Linked DNA regions of Zea mays: region 2 is linked to region 1. A link is a contact called in public Hi-C data. All regions are on one chromosome and are shown on one strand. The core of a region is the stretch at or near the end of the contact, and the rest is flanking DNA. Distances in the headings are between cores, read along the strand shown.

Evidence for each region. Hi-C and Micro-C count contacts between places; a contact is called where the count stands out from the background.
Region 2: a contact with region 1 is called in a Hi-C map of ear, with 2.4 times the contacts expected there. The contact joins the promoter of LOC100382839 here to the promoter of LOC100193537 in region 1. A contact is called at or near these places in 5 of 25 Hi-C or Micro-C datasets (bundle sheath, ear, leaf and 1 more).

Annotation. Positions count from the first base shown.
Region 1 is chr5:44,644,975-44,652,422 of Zm-B73-REFERENCE-NAM-5.0, reverse strand. LOC100193537 (nramp aluminum transporter1) reads right to left here and starts at 2,839. Exons shown (of 14, transcript NM_001138648.1): 1 at 2,740-2,839; 2 at 1,595-1,756; 3 at 1,166-1,244; 4 at 1,030-1,070; 5 at 829-907; 6 at 601-705; 7 at 236-345; 8 at 1-52. The coding sequence starts at 1,723.
Region 2 is chr5:44,887,916-44,895,363 of Zm-B73-REFERENCE-NAM-5.0, reverse strand. LOC100382839 reads left to right here and starts at 4,490. Exons shown (of 3, transcript NM_001175536.1): 1 at 4,490-4,817; 2 at 6,654-6,925. The coding sequence starts at 4,616.

The sequences.
Region 1 (7,448 bases), core at 1,590-4,089:
ATGTTGCTATTAAGAACACCAGAAATGCAATCAGAAATTCTAGCTTACGGACCTGCACCAAGAAAATTACAGTACACAATATGAGCCACTCAAACAAGACCGATATGAGTGATGTCTATTAACTATGTCATCATATTGATGATCTTGTCTATACTATCTGTTAATAAAGCTGCTTTGAATAGAATTTAGGTTTTCAATGAGGAATACTTGGACATGTAATATGAAATGGTCTTACCCCATATTGCTGCAGCAATAAGAGCATTAGAGTGCTGAGTCCAGTTATTAGAACACCACACCATACTGGGATTCTGAACAGCATGTTTAGAGCAAAAGCAGTTCCAATTACTACAAAGAGTAAACCGCCATCTTAGTTGATAAGAAATTACTGGAGAATTCAACATAAAGCTAAAAGAATCGGTTGTGTGATCTGCTAGTTTGACAGACAATTTACCAAAGCAAACTGTAATTTCCAATTTATATCTAGTAAAGAATTAGTTTCACACCATCTGCAGTATTATTAAATGGCTGGATAAAACCCAAGTAGCTCTGTGCTTAAATTTAAAAAACATGCAAAAAGCAACTGAAATGTATTTTTGATACCTTCAGGAATGTCACATGCAACAACAGCAAGTTCTGCAAGAATCCATAAGACAAAATTTGTGACCTTGGGATACTCAGCCCTGCAATGCTCTGCAAGATGTTTCCCTGTACACAGAGGAATTTCACAAACTATTAGCAATGCTCACAAGGCTTTGTTGTTGTTGTATTAGCAATGCTCACAGGGAAGGATTGAAGGATGCAATAAATTAACAAACATAAAATACCAACCTGTCACAACCCCTAGCCTGGCTGCAAGTGATTGAATAATAAGAGCAGCACAGGATGCAACAAGTATGATCCAAAGAAGCTGCAATTGAAGAGTCTTTGTTAGAGAGAAGCATGGCTTAACTGAATGGAAGAAACAAAAAAGAAAAAAAAACACAACACACACACGCACAAGTGGGAACATAAGACTGAAGCAGCAGGCACCTCATATTTGTACTGTGCTCCAGCCTGTAGATCCGTCTCAACTGCAAGACACACCAAAAAATTTGTGAAGAATACACAATAGATGGAAGGGAAATACTCAATGAGAATCGAAGAAAAGTGAATCCGTTAATCTTACAGTTTCCAGGATCAATATATGCAATTGAGACGAGAAATCCAGGCCCTATGTATGAGAATAAGTTCTTCCAACTGTTTTTCTGTCAAAGTGATATGTCAGGCAATAGTTAGTTTCTCATCATTATGAAGGCATAAGATCTGGAGATACAAAAGTTAGTAGAGCAATCTAAGTATATCATTGTTTCCTATTCACTTGTTGACTATTCCTTCTATTTCTCGATAAAAGCTAATGTTCAGTTCATCATTCTTTCTACACTATGGCGCATCAAGTTTGAAACTTCAGATGGCACACATCACGACAACATATTCAGAGGAAGATTATCTTGAGAAAGAAAGAGCGAGACTAACAATTAAGCTTATATGTTAGCTGTCACGGAGACATCTTGTTCTTTTCCAAAATCAAGCACGGGCTATCAAAAGTATAGCATACCTCTGGAATAACAATTTGATCAACATCTATGCTTTCGATAAGAGGAGTGCCGGGGCCATTGGAGCGGTTACTCCTCCCAACGCTGGTGATAAATTGTGGCTGGGATGAGCATTGACCTGGGACACTCATATCGCTCTCACCAAGAAGTCTGAACCCCCTGTTCTGCAAGCACAAGGCAGCAAGGGGGTGTTATTTATATAGGTACTCTTCCAAGTGACGCTAGCTTTGTGCCGTGAGTTTGAAAAATATGCCTAGCGGGGGTTTGACAAATTCTCCAGTAGGATAGCACGAATCAGTACCACCACAGGCCACAGGCAGGCGAAGATAAGATAAACGAGCGACCAGAGCACAGTGCATCGAAGACAAAGTGGAGATCACTGTATGTGTTTGGAAACCGGAAAAGTAGTAATTTCAATTTTTTTGAACCTAACTTGATCCAGCAAATGGGACGACGCCGGGCACCTACTTTACACATGATGAAATATTCCCCAGAGCAGATTGAGCGGTCTAGAGCTAAAGGCAGTTGAGCGTGTGATCAGCAGCGGAGCATCAGGAATATAGAAATGACAGCACGTAGTATTGAAATGCAAGGCTCGACCTTTTCCCCATACCTAAGCTAATCGACGCAACAGAATCCTACGGACACAGGCGCATGCGAAGGGAGAAACTAAAACAGTCAAAAAGGGTCGCTCGCAAGTGGCGTGTGGTTACCAATCAATCTCGGACACCACAAATGCAACAACACCTAACAACCACTTGCTGAAAAAGTTAGCTACCAAATCGAAATTAGATTGAACCTGGTTGCCCGAAAGAGGAGGAACGAAGATCACAGAGCCGAGCAGCCAAGCTTACAGGCTACTGACGCAACCGAAAGGAACGTTTGCGTGCGTGCATACATCTGCTATGGCAGTGAGAAGAGTCAAGAGTTCAATCTTTCTCCGCCCGGCCGCCGCCATGGGCAGCAGGGAAGAAAGAAAAGAGAAACTGTCTTTGGCGTGCCTGCCGCAGTACCACGGAACTGCCCACCACCGCAGCCGCACCAAGGCGGTGTCGCAACGGGTTGCCCGGATCTGAGGCGGCGCGGACCCGTGACCCCAGGGAGACGGAGTCACGGAGGAGTCCCAATGGGAAGGCCGAAGGCGTACCTGCGGGTCTCGGCGAGGCCGCGTGAGGAGCCGAAGCAGAGCAGAGGGGGAGAAGAAGACAGCACAGCAGAGGCGCCGCGACTCGTCTCCCGCTCTCTCGCTCGTTCCGAACACGACGGTGACTGCACGGAGCTCTCTCCCCCGCCTTTGCTTGTGCGGCCGTTGTGCGCTGCGGGACTCTTCCTTTTTGTCATTTTTACAAAATTCACTTACTTCCCGTTTGGATTATTGAAATTGAATTACATTCTAATAACAGTAATTTAGTCATATATCAATTAAGCTAATTCGATTTTATACAAAATATATTTATATAATATTATTAGCAAGATGTCGAAAATATTTATGTGCTATATTTTTACTATAAGGGAGTGAGACGAAGAGTGTCATGTAAGTTATAGATTAGAAACCAATTCTAGTCATGCATAAAATCATTTCTCACCCTCCATCCCATTAATTTGAGATAGGCTTATATATTAACTTTAGAAAGTGGTGGAATGTCAAATTCCAAACTAAATAAGTTACTTTATTGAGTGAATTCCAATTCCTCTAAATGAAGGGATCCAAACGTCCCGTTAGGTCTGTTCGGTTAGTTCTCAATCCATGCGAATTATGTGGGATTGGGTGAATTTAAATCCAAAAAAGTTAAATTTCTTCTTAATTTTTTTAATCTCATCCAATTCATGGATAACGGAATTAACCGAACACTGCTGATGTGTTTGGTTGAGGAGCGGAGAGAAATGGAACGGCTCCATTCTTATTTTTTTGATGTTTGGTTTCCAATGGAGGAGAGCGGAGCGGCTCCTGAAATCTATATATGGCAAATATTTGGGATGCTCTCGCTCCACCAAAACAATCGGATGCGAGCTCTCTCACGGACGCGAGCGCTCTTCTCCCTCTCCTCCACTCTACATTTATATGGCTCTCCAATCAAACAACGAACGAAACGGCTTCACTCTATTCTACTTTTCAACCAAACAAAAATGAAGCGGTTTTGTTCTGCTCGTCAAACACAGAATAAAATGTCTTAATTCCTAGAAACCGAAATGGAACTGCCTCCTCAACCAAACGTATAGTTAATCATACAACTCACTCACTAACGAAGTTTTATTTATATAGCAAAAAAGTTAATTTTTCCTAGGCTGCGAGCCTGCGATGGTTGATGGAGCACGTTTTGCCCGGAGATGACAGATGAGTCCAATGCTGACTGCCCACCTCGGTGACCGAGTCCACCGTGTTTCTCTGCCAGCATACCCGGGCACGTGGCACACGGCACCGCCACGGCCACCAGCTCGTGATTCATCCACCGACGCTGTAATATATAAAGAAGGTGTTTCTATACACTAGAGATAATAGTTAGTTAGCTAAAAAGTTGTTAGTAGAATTAGCAAGCTAACAAATAGTTAGCTAACTAGTAGCTAATTTACTAAAAATAGTTAATAGCTAAAATATTAGCTAAAGTGTTTAGATGTCTCTACCTAATTTTAATCACTAATTATTAGCTTTATTGCATTCAAACATCTCCTTAATTTTATGAAATTCTATGCAAAGGCTCTCGTTATGTGGAATTCAAATCCACAAAAAAGTTACCAGATTGATAAATTTCATGAAACGAGATGCTAAAAACAGAATTTTGTATATCCTCGATTCTATTCTGCTACTAGTAAGTTGTTAGCGTCTTGCGCGATGCGTTTAACATATAAATTGCTCCTTCAAACACATAGGAGCATCAAAATATATTGGTACATAGAAGTAACAATTATCAATCAAGTCAACACCAGTTAAAAATGAAGACCTTCATCCTATAATTAACACTTCGTCTTTATACAGATTTACAATTATGTCCAACAAGGTTTTACATATACTGTTTACAAGTGATATAAGGACAATATCGTATTTTCTCCGCCTTCGGCTTTGCGGGTCTCAGCCTTCGTTGTTCAGTAACCTTCTTTTTGGCTCGTGCCCGAAGTCATTGCCTTCGACAGTCGTCTCTGCTACTTGCATATAGATGAAGCGTACTTGTTTACTGCTTGAGCCAAAGGTTAGCTTCGTATGCAAGTGAAAACATTCCTGAAACACACTTATTCACGTCGAAGCTATATGCTAGACAGATAATTGTTTCTTCGTGAACATGTGATCTTCGACATGACCTTTATTGTACTCTTAAAGCACAACTATGCAATACAGTTGATAAGAGGACCTTCGGCAATGTAGGCTCCTAACAGGAAGTTGACCATGCTTGTTACCTTCGGCTACATCAAAAACACCAGAACAAAGGAAGTTGTGTTTGACATCATCAACAAGGAGTTTCCATATAATAAAATCATTGGAAGAGGGTTACTCAATGCCTTCAAAGCAGTTTTACACTACACTTTATCTGCATGAAAATACTAAGCAATCAAGGCATTATATCAGTCCATGGAAGTCAAGAAGCCGCAAGAAGGGTTGAAGGAACCTAGCAAGAGTCCAAGGCTATCCATAATATCGACGAAGCTAAAACTCAAGCTCAAGTGCAAGACAAACAAGTCAAAGAAAAAGCAACTTCAATATATCAGTCGAAGCCAGTCCTCCTCTACAAAGATGTCGATGGTCAAAGGGTTTTATTATGTCCTCAACTAGCTTCGAAACATGGAGCAACCCTCAAAAGATTCTTGTTTCACAACAAAGATGTCTTTGTTTGGTTAGCTAATGACCTATCTGGAGTTGATAAAAGCATCATAGAGCATGCACTCAACATAGATCTAAACATTAAACCAAGAAAGCAAAGGCTTTAAAAGATGTCCGATGATAAGCCAAAGGTGCGATGGCTAATGTAAAAAAGACTCCTTAGTGTTGGAGTAGTAAGAGAAGTTACCTACCTAGAATGGCTTGCCAACATGGTCATGGTAAAGACATCAAATGGAAATGGAGGATGTGCATTCATTTCACATATCTCAACAAAGCTTGTCTGAAGGATGTATTAACCTTGCTAAGAATTGACTCCCTTATGGATGCATCAGCTACTTCGGAGCTCGTGAGCTTGCTAGACTATTATTGGGAAAACGCTCCTGCTTCAAATGCGGTAAGTTTGGTCATTTTATAGCACAATGTCCTGATAATGATAATGATCAGGCACAAGAAAAGAAAGGGAAGGAGAGAGAAAAACTACAGGAAGGCGAAGGGCGAGGCGCACATTAGCAAGGAATGGGACTCCTACTGTTCTTCATCCGACTCTGATGATGAAGGACTGGCTGCCTCTGCCTTTGACAAAACCTCCCTCTTCCCCAATGAACATCACACATGCCTCATGGCTAAGGAGAAGAAGGTACGTACACGAGATACCCCCAAGTACACTTCTTCTAGTGATGAGGAATCTGATGATGATGTAGACTATAGTGATCTCTTTAAGGGTTTAGATAGATCTAAAGTAGATAAAATCAATAAATTAATTGATGCCCTTAATGAGAAAGATAGGTTGTTAGAAAAACAAGAAGATATTCTTTATGAAGAACATGATAAACTTGTTAATGCTGAAAAATCTCTTGCTTTAAAAGTTAAGAGAAATGAACTTCTTTCTTCTGAATTATCTTCTTGTAATGATTCTCTCTCTAGTCTTTAAAGTTTAAATGTTGATTTAAATGCTAGGCTAGAAAAAGTGAATATTACTAATTCATTTGTGGAGCATGTGTCTATTTGTAACAGGTGTAAAGATTTTGATATTGATGCTTGCAATACTCATGCTTCCACTATTCTTAAGTTGAATAATGATGTTGCAAATCTTAATGCTCAACTTAAGACTTGCAAGAATGAAAATGATAAAATAAAATTTGCTAGGGATGTCTACACCATTGGTAGACATCCCTCCATTAAAGATGGACTTGGTTTTCAAAAGGGAATCAAGAACTTAACAAGCCAAAGGACTTCCAATCTCATCAAGGAGAAAGGGAAGGCTCCTATGGCTAGTAGCTCTTATTCTTCTCATGATAAAAAGAATCATGATTATTTGTATGCCCATGTTAAGAATGCCTCTAACATTGCTCATCATGATAGTTGTTATAATCATGTTGTTTTACATGTACGTCATGATGTTGTTTTTGATTCTCATGCCATGTTTGCATCGTTAGCTCTTCATATGTTCATGGTTGGAGTAGATCTAGGCACCATGTTGTTTCTCATGTGCCTAGAAGCACATCTAGTGGTCCAACTATGATTTACCACACTTATGATGCTTCATTTGTGCTTATGTGTAAAACTGATAAAGTAGTTGCTAGAAATTTGGGGCCTAAGTGCAAGAGAGACAAAACTTGCATCTGGGTTCCAAAGTCTTATGTGTCTAACCTTGTAGTACCCAACAAGAGTTGGGTACCTAAAACCCAAGATTAAATTACCTTGCAGGTTTATGCAACTAGGGGCATAAGCTAGATTATTGACAGTGGATGCACAAACCACATGACGGGGGAGAAGAAGATGTTCACCTCCTACGTCAAGAATAAGGATTCCCACGACACAGTCATATTTGGTGATGAGAATCAATGCAAGGTCAATGGGTTGGGTAAAATAGCCATCACTACCGAGCATTCAATTTCTAATGTGTTCTTAGTAGAATCGCTTGGTTACAATTTATTGTCTGTAAATCAATTATGGCATATGGGATATAATTATTTATTTACAAATATTGATGTATATGTCTTTAGAGAAGTGATGGTCCATTAGCTTTTAAAGGTGTATTAGAT
Region 2 (7,448 bases), core at 3,241-5,740, 240 kb before region 1:
GTGGACCAGTGAACTCTCCGAAGCCAGCTAGCTAGTAGCGAACATTTTTTTTTTGTAGGCGTATTGCAAATGGCGACAAGTGTACTAGAGTATATTATACTACTAGAGGGGAGGGGGGCAGAAACATAAATAGGAACTAGTTAGAGGCCCGTGCGTTGCAACGGTATATATCTGACATGATTTAAATTTGGAGATAATAATTTGTAAAAATCTGTCGGCGATGTGCTATAGTCTTCCCGCCTGTTGCCCCGGACACCTCCTTGTCACCAACATTCCCCTGGGCTTGAGAACCAGCATGTCCCTAGGCTGGTGCATCTGGAAAACGCACCTTCAAGGCTGCTTCGTCCTCCCATGTCGCTAGCTCCTTGGACATGCCTGACCATAGCACTTGAACTTGGGCGATGAAATCTCCTCCTCGCTCAATCATACACCGCTACAAAATATGTAATGGAATCTGCACAGGCACCTCCTCCTGAGGCAAATGTGAAGAAAGAGACACATTACGGCCAACAGAACGCTTCAGCTGCGAAACATGAATTACAGGATGAATGACACTGGCTGGAGGAAGCTGAAGACGATAAGCCACTGCACCAATACGCTCCACAATCTGATAGGGCCCAAAAAACTTGAAATACAATTTGTTGTTGGATCGAGTTGCAACGAATGACTGAATGTAAGGTTGAAGTTTAAGATAAACCCAATCCCCAACAGCAAATGTCCTCTCTGAACGATGTTTATCTGCTTGCCTCTTCATGCGATCTTGTGCATGAGTCAGATGAAGTTTAACCACTCTGGTCATCAGCTCCCGATCACGCACCCAGTCTGCCACCTCTAAATTTGGAGTCACATGTTCAGGGACAATTCCAAAATGGTGAGGAGCAAAACCATATAACACCTCAAAAGGCGAACGACCCAAAGACTCCTGAAAACTGGTGTTGTACCAATATTCAGCAACAGACAGCCAATGCGACCACTTAGCTGGACAAGTATGCACAAAACATCTGAGAAATGTCTCCAAACATTGGTTTAACCTTTCGGTCTGTCCATCTGACTGCGGATGATATGCTGAAGACATAGACAACTGAGTATCGGTCAGATGAAACAGTTGCTGCCAGAACGAACTTGTGAAAATTCTATCTCTGTCAGATATTATATTGACAGGTAACCCATGAAGCTTGTAAATCGAGTCCAAAAAGAGCTTAGCTACTTTAACTACTGTGAATGGATGTGACAGAGGCAAGAAATGACCATACTTTGAAAACTTGTCAACAACCACTAAAATGCAGTTAAAGCGCATTGACTGGGGTAACCCTTCAATAAAATCTAATGAAATGGTATGCCAAGCTTGAGGTGGAACCTCGAGAGGCTGCAGTAATACTTCATACCGGGCCAATAGAACAAACGTTTCAGTTTCTGATAAGTAGCAGGAACACCAGAATGACCTCCCACAGCCGAGTCATGTAAAGCCTTCAGCACTCGCTGTTGCATAGAGAGATTCCCAGCCAAGCATACCAGGCCCTTGTGGCGAATCACTCCTTGATGCATCGAGAAAGGACCCAAAACCTCCTTTTGCAGACTCAACTTAGTGAGTAACTCCTGGCTATATGGATCATTAGCATAAGCAGCCACCACTTCCTGCAACCATTCTGGGGTAATCTGAGATATAGCAGTACACTGAACCGTGTCCCTTGGCTGCCTAGAGAGAGCATCTGCAGCCCCATTCTCAATTCCCTTCTTGTACACAATTTTATACTGCAGTCCAGCCAGTTTAGTGTACATCTTTTGTTGCCATACAGTCATCTGTAAAATGACAAAGATAATAAAGTCACATTTTTCCAACGGAGACCATAATTAATTTATTTCCATAATGTATGACTGTCATCTATGAAAACAAAGAGTGAGTTACATTCTTAGATCGGATACCATGGTAAAAAAACAAAGATAATAGACTCACATCTTAAATCGGAGACCATAATTAGTTTATTTCCACAATGTATGTTTTCCTCTGCTGATACGAAGTCAAGATGAGAGAAGAACACTAAAATATTTTCTTGTAAAAAATACACATACACGAGGTTTCATCAAAGTAGCAGGTAACTGAGGTATCACAAGATCCATTTTTGTAACACATATAAAGCAAAGAAGTTTCATACAGACTGCAAAAACACAAATGTAGAAATTGGCAGCATATAATTGAGAATGGCAAAATTACAAAACCTAATGTTCAGCTATCTAAGTACCAATTGCAGTTAATTGCATGGTTTATAGAAAAAGAATTCCATAACTTGCAGAAACACATACTACATCTGTTCTCGAATATTTCAGTTTTGAACTAAACCGCTATTCAAACTCATTAGTTCTCGAATATTTCTCAGTTAATTGAGAATGGCACATAGTACCTCCATCATCAAAGTCACTGGACAGTAGTGCTGGTGCAGGGTATTTTGTTTCAGGAAGTAACTCCTTTTTTTTATTTGATCACGTTGTGTAATCCACTGCTGTAGTACGGCCTACCAAAAATGCTGGCGCATCTTATCATCGATGTCCAGTTCAAGTACCACGACACCATCAAACCCACATTTTCTATGAGTCGTTGTGTTCTGCTAAACCAAGCGATTCCCGGTCAATTAGTCTGCAGAGAAAACAAAATAATTATTGTACTGTCAATTCCTTCATATGGATTCAGTCGATACCTATTGCCAAACAAAATGAAGTTAGGCATAATAGAGCGTATGCACTTGTAACTCGATCAGGTACACATATACAAATAGCTAAATAGCAAGTTAGGGTTCTTGGTTCCGCAGGGAAGAGAAGGAGCCGACATACCTGGTGCTTGCTGTCGACGGGGCAGGGTCCGACGGATACCTGGGCACCTGACCTAGGGCGGCGTCTGTTGCCTACAATTTTAGCAATATAATGGCTTTCAAAATTAACAGGTCTGCTACATTCAAACAATTCACATTTCAACTAAAGTTGAATAGCATTTATAATCCAAAATAAGTATGTCAGCTCAAGGAGTTTATACGGTCAACATGGATCTCTCTGAAAAACTCAAACACGCATCCTAACATTGGGCGAAAGCGTTTGTAGCACATTGGCGTGCTAGCCTGCTAGGATATGCAACCTAATCACATGAACAAAAGGCATGGAAGGCAATTGTATAGTGTAGAGGGCAGCTGTAGCCTCTAATGGAGCTGAGGGGGAAGGAGAGGGGCCCGCTGTAGTTAGCCTAAGCTGCTAAGGCCGATCAAGATCCGTTGCCCGTGGAGAAACTGAAGCTCACCTGAAGGGGCCTCTTGGAGTGTATCCATGGTGTTGATGGCGGAGCCCGTAGGAGCTGTGCACCTTGCCGTCGCGAATGGGTGATCACGTGAGGGGCGGCAGGGAATGGGTGGGGATGGCGCGGCGAGGGAGCGGGGTTGCGGATGGGTGGGGATGGCGTGATGGTCGCGTCACCGAAGTCGCGGGGAATTGGGTCTTCAGGCGGGGGCAGTCATGGGACTGGGGTTGCAGATGGCTGCTGGGTGGGGATGGCACGGCGGTCGCGGCGCTGAAGCCGCGAGGAACGGGGTCGTCGCGCGGGGGCACGCGGGGTGGACGACGCCTGGAATCCGAGGATGGGGTAGCGGAATCCGAGGATGGCTGGGCATGGCGCGTGGTGGCCTTCCATAGTTGGAGCGGATGCGAGATCTCGGGCACAGGGGAGGAGGAGGAGGCGGCGGAATCAGCGAATGCGGACGCACAGTGAGGGGAGGCAGGGGCGCGGACGCGCGGGTGGAGGCGGGGGCGCCACGGTGTGTGGACGCCCTCGTTGTACCCTTATGGTATAGTAGAGATAGTAGTAGTTCTTTTTGCTGCGTATACAGACATAAATACGTGCAGTGGTGAGTGGACGCGTCCATTATTCCCTGGATGGATGGATCGGACTTTGTGAGTGCACAACAGCCACATGCTGAATTGTACACACATGCATGTGTGTGCCGTGTGGCGGAGATGAACAATGAGTAGTGAATTCGTCTCTCGGATCGATTAGGCCGGCGAAGCGAAGATCGACGGAGATACTAATCGGTCGGCCTTCATCTGCGGTTAGGTGATTAATTAGGTGGGGGTCGGAGGCATGGCCATGCCGCCGCTCTGCACGTAATGCATAGCATGTATTGTATGTATGTATGTATGTACGCGCGCTCGTGCATCAGCAGCGCGGGAATGACTGAGTGAGCATGATGACACCATGCACATATCGCCGTCTGAGCTCACCGCGCGCCTAACAAAGCCTGCCACCTGGCTTCGGCACACTACCCAAGAAAAGTCTCTCTCTTTCTCTCTCTCCTAGCTAGCCCCCGATCTGGCCCTCTCTCTCACGCGCTCTAGAACTAGAAGGGCATCCGCAGAAGTTGACCACGTACAGCAGCGGCAGCGCGGGCTCCTCCTGTTATATAACGCCCGCCTCTCGCCGCTCTCCAGCTTCTTCTTAATTTCTCTTCTATGATACAGGGGTAGGAGAAGGAGGAGGAGGAGTAGAAGCAGCTCCACACCTGTACGTAGCTGCCGCGCGCCGGTGAGCGAGGTCGTTCTTGAGAGCTGTATATATATATATAGCTCCGCGACGACGCCGATGATGGCCATCAAGTCGCTGAGCATGGTGGAGGCCAGCCTGCCTCCGGGGTTCAGGTTCCACCCGCGCGACGACGAGCTCGTGCTGGACTACCTGGCCAAGAAGCTCGGCGGCGGCGGAGGCCCTGTGGTGGTGAGCATCTACGGCTGCCCCACCATGGTCGACGTCGATCTCAACAAGTGCGAGCCCTGGGACCTTCCCGGTATGTAAGACGACGGCGCCTACACATGCTAATATAACTTGCTTGTTCCTGTCCTTGATTTCTGGCCAAGATTGATATGATCGAGCTTTTCCCCTTGCCAAGTCCTTAATTGCGCAGCGAATTCTTCTTCCTTCCTTCCCTTCCCTTCCCTTCCTCTTGGGTTTTTGAATTAATCCCCCCTGCTGTGTGAGAGCGCTATTAATTATTCTCTTTGGGTTCTGATCTGTTATTATGTTATGTGTTCCTGATGACTAATGATTGAATTGGTCCCTCAAATAATCCTTTATGTTATGCCAATCAAAGATTTTTTTTTAATGAGAAAGTAGCTGTACGATCTGTGATTATCCGTTCCGACATACTGATACACAAGCAAGTCTACTACACGGCGGCTTGCATGTATCATCCAGGATACGCTTGGCGTGATCACGTCTGTTTGCAATAAGGATGCCAATCATGGCACGCCCATGTCCTGCTGTCGTTGGCTCACCGATCTACAAGAATAATACATATACTAATATACATCTATACTTGTACTAGCCAATAAGATCTCAAAAAAAAAAAAACAGCTGCCATATGCCTTCTTCTCTCCATTATTAGCCAGACTACTACTACTCTACTAGTAGCCATGTATTCCAAGAAAATTCTCTTTGTTCCTTTTCCCTACATCCCTGCGTGTTCCTCCTCCAAATGGCACAAAAGCATACTCCTACACACATGCATGCATACAGCCATGTACTTTTGATTCGATTAATTGCATGGGCGCATCGAAATCCAAGATGCATGAATAACCACGAGTGTACTGTGCATGCTAGTTGAAACTGTGTGTCCCACTCCGAGCCATAAGTGAACGAAGAGACCATGACATCCTCTCCTGCAACTTTCACCGATCAACTTGCCAAGAATCCCTTTCTTTTCTTTCCTTCAATTCAATCGTCGCGCTTATCCCTTTCTTTTTCGCCCTCTTTTCGGAGTGTGCCCATGCCATATCGGTTTTCTTTTTTCCGGAGCATTTAATAAGCAGCTGCTGTATTTATGGGATAGCTTATTCCTTCTTTTGAGAAGTCTTTGATGATCTAAAGCGTAAACAAAATCAGAGTCAGACCTAAGCTACATACATATGTACTATATATATATTTATATGTGCAACAATAGCTGAGGCGAGACAGTCTGCAAGCAAATCCTTGCACGTACGTATTTTGTTTTTTTAAAAAGAAAAGTTCAGCTGGATCAGTACACTAAGCTAGCTGTTTAACCTATATATATGCTCGCTGCATCCAGAAAATCTACCGAGAACTATAATTTCACACGTCTTGTCTGCTGCCTGCTGCCTCCCTTGTCGCCTTCCTTTCCTCATATAACAGAAGGGTATTCGCACTGCCAAGACTTTGTTTGGCCCCATCTTGGCATTCTATCCCTCATCTGTCCCTGTTGCTGCCATGCTATCAAATATTCTCTCACTTTGCCTCATCCTTGAAGGGAATTAACAGCCAAATGGATGGGGACAAACACCAAAAGAAGGCCTCTCACTTTGCTATTAGTAGAATACTGCGCCACAAATTCTTGTCAAAATAAAATAAGATATTTATTCAATTCATGAATAACATATATTTTTTTTCTTAATTCTGCCTTGATTCCCTCTCCCCATTACACTAAATTAATGAATACGTGTTGGCTCAGCTGGGTTTACAAATTTCTTTTATCTATAAGCAGATTAATGATTGTGTTTATTGTTGATTGTACGTATTCCGCCTGTTTACATCTAATATAAGTAATTATTATTAACCTTCTTGTCTGTTAGTTTAATAAGTAACAGGTTATTATTTTCCTCAAATTCAGACATCGCGTGCATTGGTGGAAAAGAGTGGTATTTCTACAGCCTTAGAGATAGAAAGTATGCCACTGGCCAGCGTACAAACAGAGCAACTGATTCGGGATACTGGAAGGCCACAGGGAAAGACCGTCCAATAAGCCGGAAAGGGTTACTTGTTGGTATGCGCAAAACCCTTGTGTTTTATCAAGGTAGAGCCCCAAAGGGAAAGAAGACCGAGTGGGTTATGCATGAGTTTCGCATGGAAGGGCGAGATGATCCCATGAAATTACCTTTCAAGGTAATAATTAATTACGACGACTTGATTTCATCATTGTGCATCCTTCTTTTTTCAGTTGTTTGTGTTGATTCATTTTATTCACAGTTTTCCAATAATATATGATAGATACAATCATAAATCATGTGTGTGTGTGTGTAGCTAATGGGCATGCAATACGTAACGCAAAACAAGTACGAAAAATATTTATTTGGGGGTATAGTAGTGAAACAATGGAGTTGGCCCCAACGGTTTTCCTATGGATAAATTAAGCCAAATTATATATGGTTGTGAAATAATGGCGATCATATGAGAGGTACATATCAAAGACTTCGTGGAGCTAGGACAATTCATCTGTGTGAACATTACAAACTTAATTTGTTCATGACACATGAGATCGAAACTATAGTACTATAGTTATATATGCCGAGTCTTTCTTCATTCACATTTGTGTAATAACATGTGCTGGACAATGAAATGCCAGGTCATATTATACACACATCACACATGTGTCCTCTCGCCTATATATTAAAATGAAAGAGAGAGA